Linked DNA regions of Mus musculus: region 1 is linked to region 2. Evidence: chromatin contacts called from public Hi-C data. All regions are on one chromosome and are shown on one strand. Each heading gives the region's core, a stretch centred on a gene start, on an enhancer-like site or on the middle of the called end of the contact. The rest is flanking DNA. Distances are from core to core; before and after follow the strand shown. Region 1 overlaps Smyd3 (SET and MYND domain containing 3). Region 2 overlaps Kif26b (kinesin family member 26B).

Region 1 (4,152 bases), core at 313-2,812, 500 kb before region 2:
TAGCTGTGCCCTGCGTGTTCATTGTATTAGGGATGTTGGCAAAACTAGCACAGTTCTGTGGTCTGCACTGAGAGCTACTGAGACGGGCAGGCTTCTGTTGTCTGTGCAACTTCTGCGCTCAGTGGGTCAAAAGACAGGGTTTTGCTGTGCGAGAGGTCGGGGTTCGAGAGATGGGGCTCGGCATTTGTCATCTGTTTAAAGGTTGCTCAATGCAAGCACCAGGAAGACTTTGGCTGAATCCAGTCTCCTTTTGGTTTATTGTGTTTTACTCTCCCAGGGATAAAAAGAACCCAGGGCTTTCCGTGTGTTCCACAAGCACTTTGTCACACAACTGTACCCATGGATTCTTTTGAAAATAACCTTAAGAGTAGTCAGAATTATACATGGTTTGTGTATCACAGCCCACTTTCTGTACATATTTCCTCAATTTATGGGAGAAAGGCGGGTCTTTCTCGGTCTCTCTCTCTCTCTCTCTCTCTCTCTCTCTCTCTCTCTCTCTCTCACACACACACACACACACACACACACACTCATAAACTATGTAACATCTTTGTATGCCAGGCCTCCACCACACATCCTTTCACCTGTGCAGTCAGTGTTCATTGTTTTCTGTTTGAGAAGGACTAGCAGTAAGTAAACGGGCCATTAGGGTGTATTGTTTTGTTTCCTTGTAATATCCTTTCGACTCTGCCTCCTCCTTTTGTCCTCCAGCCTGGCCTGGTGACTGCTGGCTTTCAGCATGCTGGAGGACTGGAACTCCCCAAGGCTGCATTCATCTCCTCGAGTTCACATTATCTTGTCTTTGCTTCCGTGGCAGCCTCTGTATGGAGATGGAGTGCTGTCTCCTGTAGATGAGCAAACCAGAGCTTAAGGAAGTTGTCTAAATCTTGACAGGGAGTGAGCTGAGGAATTAGGATTGCAAATCAAGTCCAGGTCGTGATGATGAAATTGCTCCACCATATGCCGACCGCTTCTCAGCCTCCAGAGCTGTTTTGGTTACCGTAAGGAAAAGCTGTGCTGTGTATCTTGGTTCTTGGGGCAATGAGAATAGTTTATGGTCTTTCTGTTGGACTATCAGTTGACAAAAAGATAGGAGGAGTTTATATTTGTTAAACATCTCCCTCTTTTTTCCTCCCCTCCCCGCCCCCCAGCCCTCCCTTTCTTTTCCTTTTCTGACAGGGTTTTACTATACAGCCCAGACTAGCCTCAAACCCTGAGTTCTCCTGTCTCAGTTTCCTGAGTGCTAGGCTAGGGTTGCAGTTATACCCCCAACACGCCTGGCCTTTATTTATGTTGCTGTGGCTTCTATTTATTAAATAAATGATATTATCGCTTTTGTTTTGTTTCTGGTAGCACCTGTACCGCGTGGGCCTCCCAGGGAAACAGTATTTCCTTTCACTGTATCTTATGGTCCCCCCTCCCCCCACACACACACACAGATCCACACATCTTACCAGTTGGCCCATCCACAGCTCAACCAGGCCTCAACCTTACATAGCCTTCAGGGTGACCTCTGATTCTCAGGGCTCCTGAGAGCAGAGCATCCCACAGCATGAGGAAGCCCGAGAGCCCGAATGCGTTACTTTGTTTAAATTCTTGCCTTGAAGTTCCTTTAGTGAAGGAGCCAGATTGGCAATCCTACGAGAAACAGTTGTGTTTCTTAGTTACGCTGTAATGGAGGGACTATAATTCATGGCCATTAAATTGCTTCCTTTGAAGTATAAGAAAAACCAGAACAACATTTACGGTCCTTTAACCCACAGGATTACAGTACACATGAATTAAAGTCAAATGTGTTATGAACTCTCCTGGTACTGTGGCTGGCAGGACTCCATCCGCACCCCTCACTCATTAACTGGTTGACTTTCAAGTAGAAACTGGGCTGGCGGATGGGTTGAGAGTCAGGATTTCAGAAGGGTTTCCCCTTCTCTCAGTTAGAAGCAAGGAATGTAACTCTGGCAGCTCAACTAAAAATTGAGACTTGTTACTTCTCTGAGAGATCTGTTCAGAAGGCAGCAGAAAGGAAATGAACTTGTAGCATTCCCTCTGCTGATAGGATACCTTGTCTCATGAAATCCTCGCACCACACCCATCTCACACACAGGCATGAGACTAACAAGTCTGTGGTTCTGGATTCCAGTTCAGACCTAAGCCAAACAGAGTATGAACTTTAGCACCCCCCACCCTGTTTTGCTCCCCAGAATCAGTAACAGAAGACACAGAAATACTGATGACACATTTGGGACCCATGTTTTATATGGCCTCAAACTCAGAAATCCGCCTGCCTCTGCCTCCTGAGTACTGGGATTAAAGGAGTGCGCCACCACGCCTGGCTTACACTGTCGTCGTATTTCTTATTGGGGAGTTTCATGCGGAAATTGTGGGTGGTAAAAAGCCGCAGAAAATGGATATTAGGACCTAGTTAGTGACTATATCTGAGATAGCTATACCTCACGTGTATGCTAAGCCTGTGTTATTGTCTTATGACTTTTTTCACTGAATGTCTCGATAAGGAGCCAACACAAAAGGGTAACTATGGAATGGTGTTGAAGTCAGACTGTAGCTATGCCTCCCTTGTCTTGAGAAGTAACCTATAAGACATCAAGATCTGTGAGCATGTTTATTGATAAGAGCGTTCTGTCACCCTAACTTAGTGCCTGGAGTCTTTTCAATGTGGGTTTGATCCTGTATGGTTCTGAAGAGGTCATTAAAAAATAATAATTCCACCACTCCACTAGATGGCACTGTGGTCGCATAGATACACTAGATGCCCCACTGTGGCTCCTGAGAGTGGGTAAGAGCATCCTGTTGGGATGCCCTGAAGCCTAATGGAGTGAGAACTGGTATGTTTTGCCCATCTATCCCAGCACCTCCTTGTGTCTACATATCTTCACTCGACAACATATCTTTGACCTTTACAGTCTTCTTCTAAAGCCCACCCACCAGTCTTCTCTACCAATGAGCTTCCTCTTCTCTTCACACCTCATTTTTCTTTGTTGAATCTACAGCACACTCACATTGCAAAGTGCATCACCAAGATGTCTGTGTGTGGACCCTGCAGTGGGAGCAGGTGGGAGGAGACTCCAAAAACATGGTCTTCCTGCCCAGTAGACTGGAATCTCTCTTCACACCTGATGTAGCAAGCTTTTTCCTGCTTAATTTTGTAGAGAACTCAGTGCTGTCCCATTAATGCTTTAGAAATTCAGTCCTCAAAAGGATAGAGACACTCTCTCTGCAGGTTAGCTTCTGAATGTTTGAGATGTTGGAGATATCATACAGAGCTCCCGTGGTATCTTCTCAGGACCATCTACAACCACAGCAGGATGGGGGAGGGGGGCTGCCAGAGACTGTCTAAATCTTTTCTTTTAAAGCAAGGAGATAGGGTTGCAGAGGATGCCAGGTCTCTTCCCTGTATAACAGCGCTCTGGGCTAAGTTGCTGCCAGCTCCTTAGAAAGAGAGCCGTCCAGTGCAGAGGCAGGACCGATCTGGGGATATTAGTTATTGGGGAGGGGGATCTACAGATCTAAAGATTACAGAACTGCAGACGCGACCTCTGCCTGACTCTCATTGGTAGTTCAAAAGCGGGATCATGGAAGACATTTAAGGCATTTTCAGTCCCCCCTTGCAATGCATTAGTCATCGCTGTGGAGATTTATCCTCGTTTCTGTCTTCAAACCGCAGCTTTCAGGGCCAGGATCATGATACAAAAGAGGCATGCTTCTTCAACTCGGGAAAGGGCGATTAACATTTAAAAACTCCCCAGCTCCTTGTCCCAATAACGAAGTTGGACACTGCCTCTTCCATGGCACCTAGAGCTGGGAGAAACTTGCAAAACACAACCAGTCTGGAAGGTTGAAGATGGGTTGGCAAGAAGAGTAGATTCTTATGGGAACCAAAGTTGTGGGTAGGCAGGCATGTTGGGACTTGCCTGGTGTTATTTTTTCTTCTTGGCGCATTTCATCTTCTATTGACAGAAAGCTTCCTCTGTAGCAGTGCTTCTTGGGATGTCGCTCAGCTCACACTGCTGAGTCCAGAGAGGTTCAGGTGAATAAGTTGGAATTCTGTGTTTGGAACTGACCCGACCCTAACAATGGTTCTGTGGCGGCCTCACATGGCATCATCTCTGTTCCCTCTGTCAGATGAACAGGACA
Region 2 (4,060 bases), core at 1,142-3,641:
CCAGCTCCTGTTATCTAAGGCTTCAGAGCTCACGAAATTTGCTTCTGTGGCTGGTCTCAACATCCATGTGCTTTCCCTTCAGAGTGTAACCAATGAGGAGAGAAAGGAGAGAGACACCAGAAGAGGCTGGAGAAGAAACAAAGACTGAGGGTGACCAGGGGGTGAGGCAAGGACCCTGAAAGTCACAGGGCCTCTTGAGGCGTGTTCTGGATCTGCAAAGAGAGAAATCAGACTGAAATTGGCTAAGGATGATTTCAAAGTCGCCTTCCAGTTCGAGGATATTTTTTGAGACTACAGACAAATGGATAGATTTGTCAAATCCTGAATGTTATTCTGGAGATACAGTAAGACCCACCAAGTCCATACACACCACACAGCCCTCCTGAATCGCCTCTGTGGGAAGTGTACCCTGGAAGCCAACTGACCCCATCCCCACCAGCTGACCTTCCTGGTGCCAAGCCCACAGCTAACGTCTTGGCACACACTGAGGCTTTTCTTGGCCTCTCCCTAAAAGTCAACACTTCCAAGCACTGCAGGGCCCCCAAAACTGAAAAAGAGAACGGCTCAGAACCTGTGTTTGACAGCTCTGGAATAAACCTAAGAGCCGTTGGAATTTGAATCTTCCTACTGAGACAGGGTGACTACCTGGGTGGGAAAAAAATAAAGGCCATTTCACTGGACTTGAAAGAGGCAAAACAAATTCACCACTGTCCACCAAAGCTGGGACTCTGCTAATGAACACTAAATAACCCACCTACTAAATCATGTTGGCGACATTTCTGTTGGAATATTCTAACGGCTTGTTTGCTTTCTAAACAGAACGGAGTTGTGGCAATAAAAATGAAGTCGAGAGATAAACTCTACTACTTGATGGCTTTCAGTTTACCTTTGGAAAACATCAGTTAGATTTACTGCAAGCCAGCTAAATACGTATGCCTCCTTCCCAGGGAAATCACACTCACAAGATCTCACCTGGCCTTTCTCATCTTTTTTTGCAATAGTTTATGTTTCTAAAGGGGGAGAGGTGGTTTGTGCTCCAGCCTAGCAAAGCATGGAATCCTGCTTGCAACACTGTTACATTATTTTAAACCTTTGTTTTTGTCTCTGGTTAACTATGAAAAAGAGAGATGGACAGCAGAGGCCCAGGCCTCCAAACTGCTCAAGCCTATGGCAGCCATGCTGGGCCATAAACCTGAACCACAGCCCGTATCACACACACTCTTTGCCTGACTGACACACAGGAAGCTGTGCAAACATTCCCCATGCTGACACATGGTGTAATCAGAGGTGCCAATGAAATGATTCTTCAGCCATAGTCGATACATAGCAAGAGAGCATCAGCTACCAGTGGGTTCTTAGCTCTCTGATCCTGGGTCATTTCCTGAACATAGTTCTTGGCTCTAGTTAAAAACTACAAATGTTTTAAATGCTAATGATCACTTTTGTCACCTTGGGAGATTCTAATCATTATAAGCATCTACCAGTCTAAGAACAGAAAATATACTAACTAAATATGCTGAGGAAGTGTGCATCTGCACATGTCACGTCAGGTGCTGCATGCATTCTTTGTCTCCTGACCACTCGCTTGCTGACTGTAAAATCACTTCTTCCACCCACCAATCTAGCCTAAGCTCCTTCAAACACACACAAGGATGGTGTGCTGATCCGTCTCCCGTTGGCTTTTCCCATCTTACTCTTGGAAGATGGGCCATCATGGCTAGAGTTGGTGGGTCTCCCATGGGAACAAGGAAGATGCCACTGTTACCTTCTGCTCATAGCTTGGGCAAGATCTTTCCTCAATCTCGATAGGTAAGATTCACTTTTGATAACCACACATTACAAAAGAGTACCACATGTGCTACTACACTCTAACTGAAAATTATTTTTAAAGGTTTATTTTATTATGAGCATGTATGTATGTGCATGTGAACGTATGTACATGTGCATATAGGTGCCCACAGAGTCCGGAGCCTGGTGTCAGATGCCATGAAGCTAAACTTGAAGTTGAAATTGACTGAATGGGATTTGGGGAATAATGAAATTCCTTTGTAGGACACATACATATACCCAGTGGCAGAGCATGGTAGGGTTCAGTACTCAATACATGAGTATTGCTACATGACACTATACATATGTCCAACCCACAGACTTTACAACACAGGGCATAAGCACTAATGTCAGCTATGAGCTTCAGTTAATACTAATGTATTGATGGTGGCTTTTACCAGTCATAACAAATGCACCACACAAATACAAGATGTTGATAAGGGGGAAGTGAGGAGAAAGAGAAATTTTGAGTTTCATTTTGAGTTTTGAATGAAACCAGGCTCTGAAAGCAATGCCCCTTGAGGGAGCCACACCTAAGCTACCACAGGAAAGCACCACGGGAAAGCACCACAGGAGAGCACCACAGGCTCATGAGTCTAATCCTCAAAACACTGGCAAATACAGATGCTGGAGGCCATGGGCTGCACGTTCAGTGACAAGGTGTCCTTCTCCTGCCCCTCTGTAGAAAAGGCCCAGCACTGTATCTATAAGCACTCACACAAACAAACAAAACCACAGAAAATGGTTTGCCTTTCTCAGTAAGGTTCACTCCTTGTAGATACATTTTCCCAAGAAAGATAGAGATGCTGGGAGATGCATGAGACAGAACTCAGACAGCACTGGATACTCCGAATAATCCAGGGACAGGAAAATATTCCACCAAGATTTTCTTTTGAGTATGAAGAAGAGGAAGAGGAGGAGAAGGAGGAGGAGGAAAAGGAAGAGGAAGAGGAGGAGAAGAAGGAGGAAGAAGCAAAAGCAGAAGCAGAAACATTTACTGTAATAATTATTTTGCCAAGCATAGAATATGTAATAATGGAGTAAACTCAACAGTGATCTTTTTACACAAAAATATTTACTTTGTGACAAGTCACCTTCATGGCTATTTGTCAGGCCTGGCACATGGCCAGTGGCAGGAGATTGCATAAGCAATGCTGAGCAAGATGTCGCCCGGCAGCATGCCGTACTGTCACCCACACTCTTCTGCAGGCTGTTACTCATGCTAAACGGTGACAGCTGTGGAAAGTCTGGAAGTTGGAAAGTCCAGTAGATGAATGAACGAGGAATCGGGTCTCGGGAGGCCTGGAAGTAAGTGGATGTTATTCTAAAGCTTTGGTGATGTTTGGCCAGTGTTCCACTTCTGTTGATGATGCAGGGGGTCATGATGACCTGGCTGGATTAGATTCCAAGGGGAAATGCTCATGGCTGTACTGCGCTTCAGCCCTGAGTCCACCTCCTTGGTAGGAGAGCAGTTTTTTCAGTCACAAAAGTCTAAGATCATGAAAGGACACTTGATCTAGAGTGTCAACATCACAGCTTTCAATTTCCTGCCATCCGACCTCTCTGGACCTTAGCACATAACTTCTCTCTGAGGAAGTGAGCAGGATCTGTTGCCTTCTGACTTTGCAAGGGCAAAGCTTCATTTTCTCCCCGAACCTCCTGGTGCCTCAGAATGTGTTCTCCATCTGTTTTGTTTTGTTTTGTTTTGTTTTGTTTTTTTTCGAGACAGGGTTTCTCTGTGTAGTCCTGGCTGTCCTGGAACTCACTCTGTAGACCACTCTGTAGTCCTGGCTGGCCTTGAACTCAGAAATCCGCCTGCCTCTGCCTCCCAAGTGCTGGGTTTAAAGGTGTGTGCCACCACTGCCCAGTTCTGTTCTCCACCTTAAAGAGTCCGTGCATTACATTTTATACCACGTCTCTCCCCAGCCTGTCAAATCCCAAACCCTTTCCCCCACTGCATGATGCTTTGAGAATCTTAGATTTTCCCACTAAGCCAAAGCTGCTAACTAACAGGGAAGAAAGACAACAGTTCCTACATAGTCCCAAGAGAGCCATGGCCAAGACAGTCCTCTTTTCTTTCCGCTTACAAAGCTTCTCCCTCCTTCTTGGGGTAAAACTGAATCCTCTTGTTTTTCTGGTCAGCCTTGGTTCAGGCTGACCCTCATCACTGAGAAATTCTTTTCCCTTGCTTAGCTAGGTGTTGTCACACTAGCTCGTGTTGACCTCTTCTGGC

The links. Hi-C and Micro-C count contacts between places; a contact is called where the count stands out from the background.
Region 1: a Hi-C map of uterus shows a contact between it and region 2, with 6 times the contacts expected there. The contact joins two enhancer-like sites. A contact is called at or near these places in 8 of 39 promoter capture datasets (the 3T3-L1 cell line, cranial neural crest, embryonic stem cells and 5 more), 3 of 484 Hi-C or Micro-C datasets (the BV-2 cell line, nephron progenitors and uterus), 1 of 115 datasets of contacts at active chromatin or transcription factors (embryonic basal ganglia) and 1 of 9 other capture datasets (embryonic stem cells).

What each region holds. Positions count from the first base shown.
Region 1 is chr1:179,140,976-179,145,127 of GRCm38.p6, reverse strand. All of the region lies in intron 5 of Smyd3 (SET and MYND domain containing 3), which reads left to right. Among named protein-coding and RNA genes, the nearest start is that of Gm31349, 190 kb to the left of the region's middle. Within about 2 kb of position 1,562, at least 29 of the 459 cell types and tissues checked have an H3K27ac peak or open chromatin away from gene starts, as enhancers often do. A contact at or near this core is called in uterus, where this site is marked.
Region 2 is chr1:178,640,247-178,644,306 of GRCm38.p6, reverse strand. The region is part of intron 2 of Kif26b (kinesin family member 26B); the gene reads right to left. Among named protein-coding and RNA genes, the nearest start is that of Gm24405, 5.4 kb to the right of the region's middle. Within about 2 kb of position 2,391, at least 24 of the 459 cell types and tissues checked have an H3K27ac peak or open chromatin away from gene starts, as enhancers often do. A contact at or near this core is called in uterus, where this site is marked.